Linked DNA regions of Mus musculus: all the other regions are linked to region 3. Evidence: chromatin contacts called from public promoter capture Hi-C data. All regions are on one chromosome and are shown on one strand. Each heading gives the region's core, a stretch centred on a gene start, on an enhancer-like site or on the middle of the called end of the contact. The rest is flanking DNA. Distances are from core to core; before and after follow the strand shown.

Region 1 (3,501 bases), core at 600-3,099, 480 kb before region 3:
AAAAGATTAAAGATAATTTTTTTAAAATGGGTCTTCTAATGTACAAGTTTTTAAAATGTAACCCCACATTTTAAAAATAATAGTTTTTTATTAAATGTGAACTAATAGAGAACAGATTGGAAAGTAAAAATATCCCTTATAACCTAAAATGCTTGAGTATACATTTTCATTTTTTACTATATAAACCTTTAAAAATTCAATATAATGATACATAGTAAGAACTACTTAATACAGTATCTTCATTCACATTAATGTTCTACTACAATGACCATCTTCTTCCTTTCAGTGTTCCTAGGGGAAAAACCAAAAATATACTAACTCAGGGAGAAGATGATGAGAATGATGTAATTTGGACTTTTTCTCAGAACGTCCTCTGCACACATACAGTAAGGAAGCACGAGACCACCTGTGAGCCATACTTTCAGCCCCTAAAAGTTACAGAAACCTTTCTTAGCTTGCAGTTCACACAAAAGCCACAAGTTAGACTTTATTCAGGCTCCAATGTATTGATTGTCAATCCCAACAACAACAAAAAACAAACAAAGCAACGACAACAACAACAAGCCCTGTGCAACTAAACTTCAAAAAGATGCTAATGGAAAGGCAATATCCCCACATCTTTGTCTTTTTGAGACAGGATTTCCTACATAGCCCAGTGAGGCCTTGAGTTCTGATCCTGCCTCAGCCTCCCTGGTGCTAGAATTAAGAATTACAGGAGTCTACCACCATGCCCAGCTCTCATACCTTTTTGTTTTAATTTCTTTTTAGATTTATTATTTCACACATGGAGGTATTATACCTGCATGTGTCTTTGCATACCCATAAAGATCAGAAGAGAGCATCAGATCTCCTAGGACTGGGTTACCGATGGCTATGAGCTGTCATGTGGGTGCTGGGAATCAAACCTGCGTCTTCTTAAAGAGCAACCTGTGCTCTTAACCATTGAGCCATCTCTCCAGCCTTAACCCACAAATAAATTGGCCCAGTAACACAAGAAAAATGACCTGACCTAAATCTATCAAAGTTTTGTGGAACAACCTGAGTCCATCAATAGAAACACAGATAGTCAAAATGTGATGTTTTATAGCAGAATGTTATTCAAACTTAAAAAGGAAGGAACCTATGATATATGCTGCATTTGAACTTGAGAGTTTTATACAAGTCAAGCCAGTCACAAAAGACACTGCCTGATTTCCACACCAGGAGAGGCACTTACAGAAGTCACATTCACAGAGACAGGAAGCTTCTGATGGCTCCCAGGAGAAAAGCAAGGACAGGAGAGCCACCATTGACTACTTTGTCTTCACAAAGTGAAATGAAGTATGGAGCTGGACCGTGGACATGGGTTCACAGAATGAGCTTTGAAAACTTACCACCCAGCTGCACACACACACTTAAAAATGGTTCAGATAATACATTTTATATGCCTTTTACAAAAACAGAAATTGGACAGGAGGATGTCTTTCAAATTAAAAGCACAAATTCTTCAACCTCAAACAATCTTTCTCTACAGATAAAGTCTCAGACATGCCTTTTTTTTATATGCACATGAATAAAACACACATGTAAATAAGTAAAATAAATGTAAAAATTTTTAAGAAAATAAAAAAAGTATGAAACTGAACGAGGTGTTTGACGCCTGTAATTCTAGCACCTGAGAAGCTGAGCAGGAGGACTGCCATGAGTTCAAGATCAGCCTGAGTATACAGTACAGACGCTGAGTTCTGTTCTCAGCATCACATATTACGTTTGTCTAAACCAATGCTACTCAGCCTCCTAGCACTGTGACCCTTTAGTACAGTTCCTCACATTGTGGTGACTCACAACAATATAATTATTTTCCTTGCTACTTCATAACTGTATTTGCTACTGTTATGAATCATAATGTAAACATCTGTGTTTTCTACAGTCTTGGGTAACCTCACAAAGGGGTGGAGACCCACAGATTGAGAAACACTGGTCTAAAGCAACATTGTATTGAACATGAAAAATACACAAACAGAGGACCAAGGAAAACCTTCAGTGGCAGAAGAGTCCAAGACAGTATTTGGGAACAATAAAGAAACAAAGCTTCAGCTCGTTTTACAGAATGACAACCTGACTCAGAAACACACAAAACATACACACAAATATTATAGCATTTAAAAAGTATTAGCGCTGGGAATATAGCTCAGTGGTACAGCACTTGCCTAGCATGTATGAAGTCTAAGTTCAGTTCTCATTACTTTAAAACTGTATTTATTGGACTAGGTTATAGCATGATGATAGAGTTCTTGCCTGACAAGTGTGTACAAAGCACACTAGCTTCAAACTCCAGCACTGCGAGATAACACACAAGGACTGAGAATGTAGCTCCATTAGAGTGTTTGCCAACCTCTCGTACGGCTCCAAGTCCAACCCCAGCACAGATAAAATCAGGTATTCACCTACACAATATACCAAAAAGTATCTAGGAAAACTGGATAATATAAAATATAAATAAAATTTTCGGTTGGCTTTTGCCCCACCTAGAGATGGAGTCTGCCCTTGCCCCTTTCTCCTCTACCCCTTTCTCTGGCACATTACATATTCCTCCTACCTATGGTTAACAGAATAGCTGTGCTTCTTTCTCTTATAAAGTATTCCTTGTCTGAGAATCTACACAAGGTAGAAGTCATTTACAAAGTTTAACAAGGAAATGAATAATTCTAACCTGGAATCCAGACAGAGGGAATTTCAATACTATTAAGGCTCCCTATGTGACCAACTATAAAAATGTTCCATTTTCTGTGTACTTTCCTTTGAGGAGAGTACTTTAGGCTTATAGACATTCTTTTCTTTGTTATTCAAAAGCCTCTTTGTCTATATATGTAGTCTGTGTTAGCCTAGAACTTTCAAGTTTACAAAAGATATGGACTATGTAACTTCGAAATGTTATTTACATTTTACACAGTACTTGAGGCATATTAAATATACAAAGAGAAACATGAATCTTCATATCTATCTGAGCCCAGAATACAGAACCAGCACTATTATGTGAGAAATACATTTTAGCTCTAATAACAAAACTATCTAATAATTCAACAGAAAAGGAAAAGTCTCAACCCCATTATTAATTAAGAGAGCACAAGAAGAACTAAGTCTGTAGACTGATGCATTGTCTACCATGCTCAGGAGTTTCCTGAGAACTGATAATTTTATAACAACTTACAGAGGGTCAAATCTTCCAAGAATGTAGGAAAATGGAACTCACATATACAGTTTAAGAATCTCAATTGGTATAATCACATCATACATTATCTAAGTATAATTAAAGATACACATCAGAGCTATTTAGCAAGAAATAAAACAGCTCAAAAACTTGGACTAGGTGGTCATGAGATTCCCACTAAGTGGTTTTATACATATAGTTTTCATACCTTGTAACGATGGTTTTTATGAACACTACTTTGGAAGCAGTCCATACAGAGCACACACGTTGGATCAATTGCACAATCCCTAAAGAAAATAAAGAATTAGATT
Region 2 (3,807 bases), core at 880-3,379, 360 kb before region 3:
TGACTTTCACTCATGTTCAGAAGAACACCCTAACCTTGCCACTAGGAAAAGAACTTGACTTTTTCTGATAATAATGAAGAAAAGAAGGAGGAGGAAGAGAAGGGTGAGGAAGAGAAGGAGAAGAAGGAGAGGAGGAGGAGAAGGAGGAGAAGAAGAAGGAGGAGGAGGAGGAAGAGGAGGAGGAGGAGAAAGAGAAGAAGGAGGAGGAGGAGGAGGAGAAGGAGGAGGAGGAGCAGGAGGAGGAGGAGCAGGAGGAGGAGCAGGAGGAGGAGGAGGAGGAGCAGGAGGAGGAGAAGGAGCAGGAGGAGGAGGAGGAGGAGGAGGAGGAGAAGGAGGAGGAGGAGGAGGAGGAGGAGGAGGAGGAAGAGGCCGGGTGGTGGCGCACGCCTTTGATCCCAGCACTCCGGAGGCAAAGGCAGGCAGATATCTGAGTTCGAGGCCAGCCTGGTCTACAAAGTGAGTTTCAGGACAGCCAGGGTTATAAAGAGAAACCCTGTCTTGAAAAAAAAGAAGAAGAGGAGCAGGAGGAGGAGCAGGAGGAGGAGCAGGAGGAGGAGCAGGAGCAGGAGCAGCTGATCCCTTAGGAGACCAGTTGACTGAGCAAAGAGCACTAACTGGCTCAGGTCTGTGCATGACTAAGGCTACCCATCAGGTAGGGCAACACCTGCCTAACAGGAAGCACTTCAAACACATCCTATTCTCTAGAGACACTACAGGCCAAGTCAACCTCCAACTATGACACATGGATGCTCTGCACCCAAACATTGTGCTTAGCTTTCATTTTCATGACCAAACAATATTCCATTATTTTGAAATACCATATTTTGCTTATCTATGTTCAAATGGTATGTTCACTTTTGATTAGAGTACTTCTTGAAGTAAGGAGAGAAAGAAAGAAATAACAAGAAAGTAACAGGGGGTTAGGAAGAACTTACAAAGTTAGTGATCATAATAACTATCTAGAAAGACATTTCCTCACGAGTACCCAGAAGCACACATAAGAATGCTGACTGTAAAACTGCTTGTCTACCTAAAAAAAATTGGGAATAATCTAAGCATCCATTAAAAGACAACAAGATGAATAGATCATACACTGTAGAATACCATGCAAAATGGAAACTGCTGAGAGGTAGATCTAATGCTACAAGACATGCTATTAGTGAAAAAATAAGTTTATATTTATATAGTATGAGAGTATCTGGATTTGTAACATGTGTTGATCCAACTGATTGCATTCAGCACTTACATAAATGCTAATGTCTCTACCAAAGACTGGAGACAACAATGGTTATTCAAGACGAGGTTGAGGTATTTAGAACTTTACCTGCAATCATTACTTTATTTTACTCTAATCCAGTCCTCATATATTTCCTTTGTAATTGAATTTTTACATTTTACATAAAGTTAACGAAATAGTAAAATATTTATTATATTGTTTATAGTAAATAGAAGTGACCTTGTCACACTTGTAGAGTAAGTTAAAATGCATCCCTTAGAGTTGGCTTCATGTAATCATTTCATCTTCAGAGTGTTCTTCATCTAGACAAGAGAGGATGATGTAAACAGAAAAGGATGATGGGAAAAGAAAAGACAGGAGGATTCAGAGAACTTTAACATGGTCTGAACCCTGACACGGAGGCAGGAAGCACAGAAGAGACTTGGCCAGTGTGAAGAAGTTAGCTAGTGTCACAGGACAGGAATCCTAATGCCTAATGCCCTAATCCCTTGCCTTGCTCATCCACCCTATTGTGGAGGAGGCATGGTAGCATGCAGCAGTGTTTGCCTTCACCCTGCCTCCTGGTTCTCAGGGGACCAATGAATCCTGAGGGCTCTTGGCTTCCTGCCTAGATCAGCTTATTATTGTTCTTATTGTTTATCCAACCTCCTGCCCTTGATGTCTCTGGATCTTCACTGTCCCCATTTTCTACCCACCGTGTGTGGCTTCCCTACCTTGGGCCATGGTGGCTCCTTCTGGCTCCTGGGCTGCTCCCCCACAGACAGCTGGATGGATTGGAGCTTCAGGAAACTGATCCTGGAGTGGCTGCTTCCCCTTCCATGCCGAGGCTCCGAGAGACACTGGAGGTGGGGCCAGCTGCTGCACTGCCACCTCTGACAGGGCAGAGCACAACTGGTTTTCTTACTTGCCCTCTGGTTTTTCTTGGCAGTGTTGCACAGCTGAGAGGAGGTGTGGAGGCTGTGGTTCCATCAGGGCTTTTGTGCTATTGGACTTTCGATAGCTCTCGGGCAGTGGTGCTATGGTCAGGGAGCCAGGAGGAACTGGTGAACAGATGGGGCCTCCACGGGGATGGAGGGAACTGTGTTTCTGCAGGAAAGAGTGTCAGGGTCCTAGTTGTGAGACTATTACTCCCAACCAAAAGAGCCTTGGCCAGCCCTTGCACTTGAGCCCTCTGTTTCTGGAGTTTAAGCACAAACAGAAGCCACTCTGGACTGTCCTTGGTATGACTTTTTTTTTCAGGCAGTGGCACTATTTCAAGTGAGACCTTCCAGGCCCACAGTGAATCTCAAATAAAATTAGCAGAGGTGGGGCTGGAGAGGTAGTCCAGAGGTTATGAGTGTGGGCTATTTTCCCCGAGGATCTGAGCATGAGTCCCGGGATTTTCATGGTGGTGGGGGAGGCTCACACTGTATTAAGTGCCAGTTCCAGGTTATCTGGTGTCCCCCTCTCGCCTCCTGCAGGCACCAGGCATGCATGTGGCACATACATACATACATACATACATATAAAATTAAAACAGTTTTTAAATGAATGAAAAAGACAAGATAAGAATGTAGCTTCCTGATAAAGTAATCCTCCATCAATACCCAAGGCACTCAGAGAGGGGGTCATGGGGGGCTATGTTGTATTAAGGATCAGGTCAGAAAGGGCGAAGATAAAGCAGAATCCTGTGTGAGGAGTGGGCGGGATACCTACCCACTCTGCCTTTCCTGCTGTGACTTACTTCTTCCTGTGTCTCCTGATTTCTAGGTCCTCTGAGGAACGTATCCATAGGGGTCATTTTCTTTCCTGTGTTTTCAATTCTCTGTGGCTAATCAGCTTTTATAATGTACAGACACACAAATACAGTTCTCCAAGGTCATTGGTTTGCTGCTGTGCTGGGGATTGAACCCAGGGCCTCAAGCATGCTGAGTGACCACTCTACGACTGAGGCACACCTGTGGCCAACTCACTTTCTAACACATTTGCACACACATTTGCACACACCCTCAGTACTCAGCTTCCCTCAGCTCACTGGCCCTGGAGCTCCTGCCTTTCCTCCCGGTTCTGACTGCTCAGTGCTCATGTACTGCTTTGCTCTCCCCGCTTCACCTCCTCCCATCTACTTTCTGTCCCCAGTCCCCTGACACATCTCATCTACTCCCTCTGAAGGCCAGGAACCCTTTCCTGCTTTTATCTTGAGGAACCTTCTAGAACTCTGAGCATGCAGACCCTTCTCTCTTCCACTCCTTCCCTCCCGTCCCTCTCTCTTCCCTCCTCTCTCTCTCCCATCATCTCTCCTCTCTTTCATTTCTCTTTTTATTTCCCTGCCACCACCTAGTCTGTCATTTTCTTCTCATGCCCATATTGGTGCTCCTCAGGGCTGTCTCAGAAACTCACCTGTTCTCCCTCCACCTCCCACCCCATGACTTAGGTGATCCCCAGAACTGTGACCTGCAGTCCCCTCTTCTTTGCCAACTTGTGATACTTGACACCCAGTGCGTCCAACTGATTCCTTCCCTGCTTTCTCTTAGCACAGCTGCCTTTTCTCCTGCGTTTCTGGTCTTGGTGGTGAGGATGCTGCACGGAGG
Region 3 (3,926 bases), core at 308-2,807:
AGGATTACACAGTGAGAACCGACTCCAAAAAGAGACTAAAGTCCTTGCTTACCTTGTCCAGGCGTTTCTGGCTAGCAGGGGAAAGCAGGGACTGATCAGGCTCTCTGCTTGGAAGATAAGTGTGGTTCCTAGGATTTTTGGAAGGAATGGGAGAGGCCAAGGTGAGAGCTTATTAAAGAAATGTAAGGGTAGAGAGGAGACCCAGCCTGTCTCAGTACCTCATTTCCCATTGTGCCATGGGCTCACTGGAGGATCCTGGGAGTGACTGTTCATGGTGGCTTGCCAGTGGGTCAGACACCTGTCAGGGGAAGTTATAGGAAAACTTGGCTCCCTGGACCTGGGTGTCCCACCTTATGATGACTACCTGCTGTTTCTAGTCTCACCTCATCTGGTGCCAGCTGGGGATGGCCTTCAGGTTCGTCTCCAGTGTCCTGCCAGCTCTCAGACTCTCTGGTACCTTCAGTCAGGTGTTCCTGAGCTAACAGTGGAGCTGGGATAGTATCCATGGCTGCCCAAATAGTGAGTCGCTCTCTAAGGGAGCCCAGGCAGTGGAGACAGTTCGGCCCAGATCTTGAAAGAAGAGTGGGAAAGACAATAGAAAAATGAGTTGGAGATCTTCTGAACACTTCTTCCCATTTCCTGCAAACTTCTCTTACCTTGTCCTTACCTGCCTAAGCGTTGGTACACAAGGTCCAAGCCACCATTAGTGCCCTCTTGGCCACACTGGGATACTATGAAGGAGAAAAGGCAGGACCATCCCGGGCCTGGAAACCTTAGGTACTGGGGTAGGGAATGGTAAACCCAGTTAAGCCGGCCCCTCTTCCTCCTGTCCATGCCACTCCTCCCCAAACAATTCTAAGACTGAAGACAAATCCCCAAGGGGCTCGTTAGCACACCAGGTGCAGCTGGTTCAGAGTTCCCCCAAGAGGCTGAGACTGCACAGTCTCCTGGGACCACAGCCCCACATCTTCATAGGGTTTAGTTCTCATAACTTGCTCAGACTGTGACCTCTGGCAAGCTCCGGCCCAGAGCTCACCTTCCTGGAGCCCACGCTTACGCTCTCTCACCCCCAACCTCCCTCGCACATCCGGCCAGCACTTACCCCTCGGTGGCCTTGGAAAGCGATCACTGGCCGTACCTGCAGGAAGAGCCCAAACACCAGCTGAACACAAAGGAAGCAAAGTCCCCAGGATCGAGGAGGCTGGGGACACCTGCCTGGCCGGCTTCACTTGGAGGCGGGGGGACTGGAATCTGAAAACCCGCACAACCCCAAGTCCCTTCTCCAGCATAGCCTTGGGAGGCCAAGGTCTGGTTGGCCGGGAAGGGAAGAAGGGGCCGGGGGCCAGTCTCACCTGTTGCTGCTGACACTCTTGCAATGCCCGCAGCGCCGCCTCGTTGAGCCTTAGCATCAGGAGGCTGGTCCGAGCAGCGGGGGTGAAGAGGAGCCGCATTTTCCCACTCAGAGCTTCCTGGGTCCCCTCCATGGTGCCAAAGTCGCGCACATGCAGAACCGGGACCACAGGTGAGGGCCACCTCTGCTGTGCAAGCCTAGGCTGGCACTCCCGCCCTCCGGGTCTGTCCCGCCCTCCACCATGACCCCACCCCCGGCACCGCCCCAAAGTTTCCCTGGCCTTGTGGGCGGTACCTCACTCACCTCAGCTGCTGGCCAGAACCCAAGCGGTTTCTTCTTGATTTGGCTTGGGCAGTATTGGACACTATGAGGAGCATTCCAGGTCTAATGAGAAAGGATCTGCTTCGAGGGTCTGACCTGTCACCCAGGATGTCTTGTTCTGCCTCAGTTTTCCCAGTTTCCCCATTCTGGATTCAAAATCGTTGTCTTTAAGTAAAAGCTGAACCTGAAACCACTTGAGGGTTTCAGTCTCACAGGGGAGGGAATCGAGACTGGTTGATAGTCGGATTGAGTCATTTATGCCTCCGAGGCCCCGAAGTACCTAAGGGACCAGAGGATGGCAGACCCCAAGAGGGACCAGTGCAATCCTTTTTCTTTTTCCGCCCGAGTTGCTGCGTCTGCTGAGGCGGATCCCAATTTGGTTTCTAAAAGGGACTTGATGAGGCTGTAAGGCCAGGTGGGTGGGTGCCTCGCAGATTTGGAAGTCTGGCTATCTGGGACTGGAGCCAAGCCTATCGGTGGATGGGGGTGTGGGGCGGGCGTAGTTGTGGCAATAAATAAATAAATAAAATAATAAATCAGAGAGCAGAAAGCCGTAACTCACTCCCAGGTGTTACTATGTAGCCTAATAAACATAAGAGAAAGTGGCGAAACCACAGCTGGCTCCTTTAAAGGCACTCTCCCCTCCTCTTTGAGTCTTTTGTTTTTTCTTTTAGACAGGGTTTCATTCACTATGTAGATCACTCTTGCTGAACTCACTAGCAATTCTCCTGCCTATATTTCCCAAATGCTAGGATTACATGTGTTAGCCTCTACTCTTGACTAAAAGGTGCCTGCAAGTTTCCCAGCAGGGCTACAGATCCTATGGTTTTGAGACCCCCACCCCCACCCCACCCCACCCCACCCCCGACAAATCTCAGGCCAGTGTTTCCTGTCTTTATTTATTTGTGTTTGGTTATGTCTCTCAGACTCTCTTATCTCCTTTTTTCCTAACTGGGATCGAATAACTGGGATATATATTTTATATTAGTGTGTGTGTGTGTGTGTGTGTGTGTGTGTGTGTGTGTGTGTAATTCCAAGTGATTTTAATGCTGTTCATCTCAAAACAAATAATTTGTCTAAACCCATTGAACAATGCACTCAGAACATGTACAATATGTGTATAAGAACAATACACTCCTATATGCAGGGAAATATTCGCAGTAATGCTGATTTTTGTTTGTTTGTTTGTTGTTGTTGTTTTTCGAGACAGGGTTTCTCTGTATAGCCCTGGCTGTCCTGGAACTCACTTTGTAGACCAGGCTGGCCTTGAACTCAGAAATCCGCCTGCCTCTGCCTCCCGAGTGCTGGGATTAAAGGCATGCGCCACCACGGCCAGGCTTACTGACTTTAAAATCTTGGCAACAAGTTGCCAACAGCAACCACAGATACATTTACCTACCTATTGAGCCATTCCATTTCTGTGGAGGACAGTTTATTAACTTTATAAATAGTGGTAGCCCTCTATTTTTCTTTCTTCTTCCTTTCCTTTTCTTCTTTTCTTCTCTTTCTTCTTCATTTTAGAGTCAGGGAGCTCACTCTGTAGAACAGGCTGGCCTCAAACTCAAGGATCTGCCTGTCTCTGCCTCTCAAAAGCTGGAATTAAAGGCTTGGGTTGCCACACCTGGTTTAGCGGGTGTAATTCATAAAGATGATGGCCTGGGCTTTCTTTTCATAGATGTTAGCTGGGACCTTTTGTAGGACTTTCCTGAATTTAAACTTAAAGGAGAGACTAGGGCCTGGGGATCAAGCTTGTGGGTAGAATGCTTGTCTGGCATGCACAGGATGCTGGGAAAGCCTCAGTGGTGTGTATTAGTAGGATGGCTTGTGCCCAGTAGTTCAAAGTGATAACCTAACCTCATTTTAGAAACAATTAAGCCAATAAATACTGCAAGAGCAAATAGAATAGCAGGTAACTGAGGACGATATTTGGAGGTCAGAGATCAGAGCCTAACATTTGTAGGGTGACCACTGACTGCCTGATATTCAGCTTTCACAATAGTTTTTTTTTTTTTAAGATTTATTATTAGCCGGGCGTGGTCGCGCACGCCTTTAATCTCAGCACTTGGGAGTTAGAGGCAGGCGGAGTTCTGAGTTCGAGGCCAGCCTGGTCTACACAGTGAGTTCCAGGACAGCCAGGGCTACACAGAGAAACCCTGTCTCAAAAAAAAAAAAAAATTGAACTCAGGACCTTTGGAAGAGCAGTGAGTGTTCTTACCCACTGAGCCATCTTACCAGCCCCACAATAGGCACATTT

Evidence for each region. Promoter capture Hi-C pulls out the DNA fragments that hold promoters and counts their contacts. Capture Hi-C pulls out chosen DNA fragments and counts their contacts.
Region 1: a contact with region 3 is called in a promoter capture Hi-C map of fetal liver, with 4 times the contacts expected there. The contact joins the enhancer-like site here to the promoter of Ell3 in region 3. A contact is called at or near these places in 7 of 39 promoter capture datasets (the C10 cell line, HPC-7-derived erythroid cells, cranial neural crest and 3 more), 1 of 484 Hi-C or Micro-C datasets (B cells), 3 of 115 datasets of contacts at active chromatin or transcription factors (bone marrow-derived macrophages, large pre-B cells and pancreatic cancer cells) and 1 of 9 other capture datasets (liver).
Region 2: a contact with region 3 is called in a promoter capture Hi-C map of pancreatic islet. The contact joins the promoter of Tgm5 here to the promoter of Ell3 in region 3. A contact is called at or near these places in 1 of 39 promoter capture datasets (neural stem cells), 1 of 115 datasets of contacts at active chromatin or transcription factors (pancreatic cancer cells) and 1 of 9 other capture datasets (pancreatic islet).

Annotation. Positions count from the first base shown.
Region 1 is chr2:120,957,687-120,961,187 of GRCm38.p6, forward strand. Ubr1 (ubiquitin protein ligase E3 component n-recognin 1) reads right to left here. Exons shown (of 47, transcript NM_009461.2): 3 at 3,399-3,477. Among named protein-coding and RNA genes, the nearest start is that of Ubr1, 11 kb to the right of the region's middle. Within about 2 kb of position 1,850, at least 22 of the 459 cell types and tissues checked have an H3K27ac peak or open chromatin away from gene starts, as enhancers often do. A contact at or near this core is called in bone marrow-derived macrophages, where this site is marked.
Region 2 is chr2:121,083,712-121,087,518 of GRCm38.p6, forward strand. Tgm5 (transglutaminase 5) reads right to left here and starts at 2,130. Exons shown (of 13, transcript NM_028799.3): 1 at 1,951-2,130. The coding sequence starts at 1,960.
Region 3 is chr2:121,441,044-121,444,969 of GRCm38.p6, forward strand. It overlaps Ell3 (elongation factor RNA polymerase II-like 3), which reads right to left and starts at 1,558. Exons shown (of 11, transcript NM_145973.2): 1 at 1,353-1,558; 2 at 1,103-1,138; 3 at 668-780; 4 at 384-570; 5 at 219-298; 6 at 53-128. The coding sequence starts at 1,484.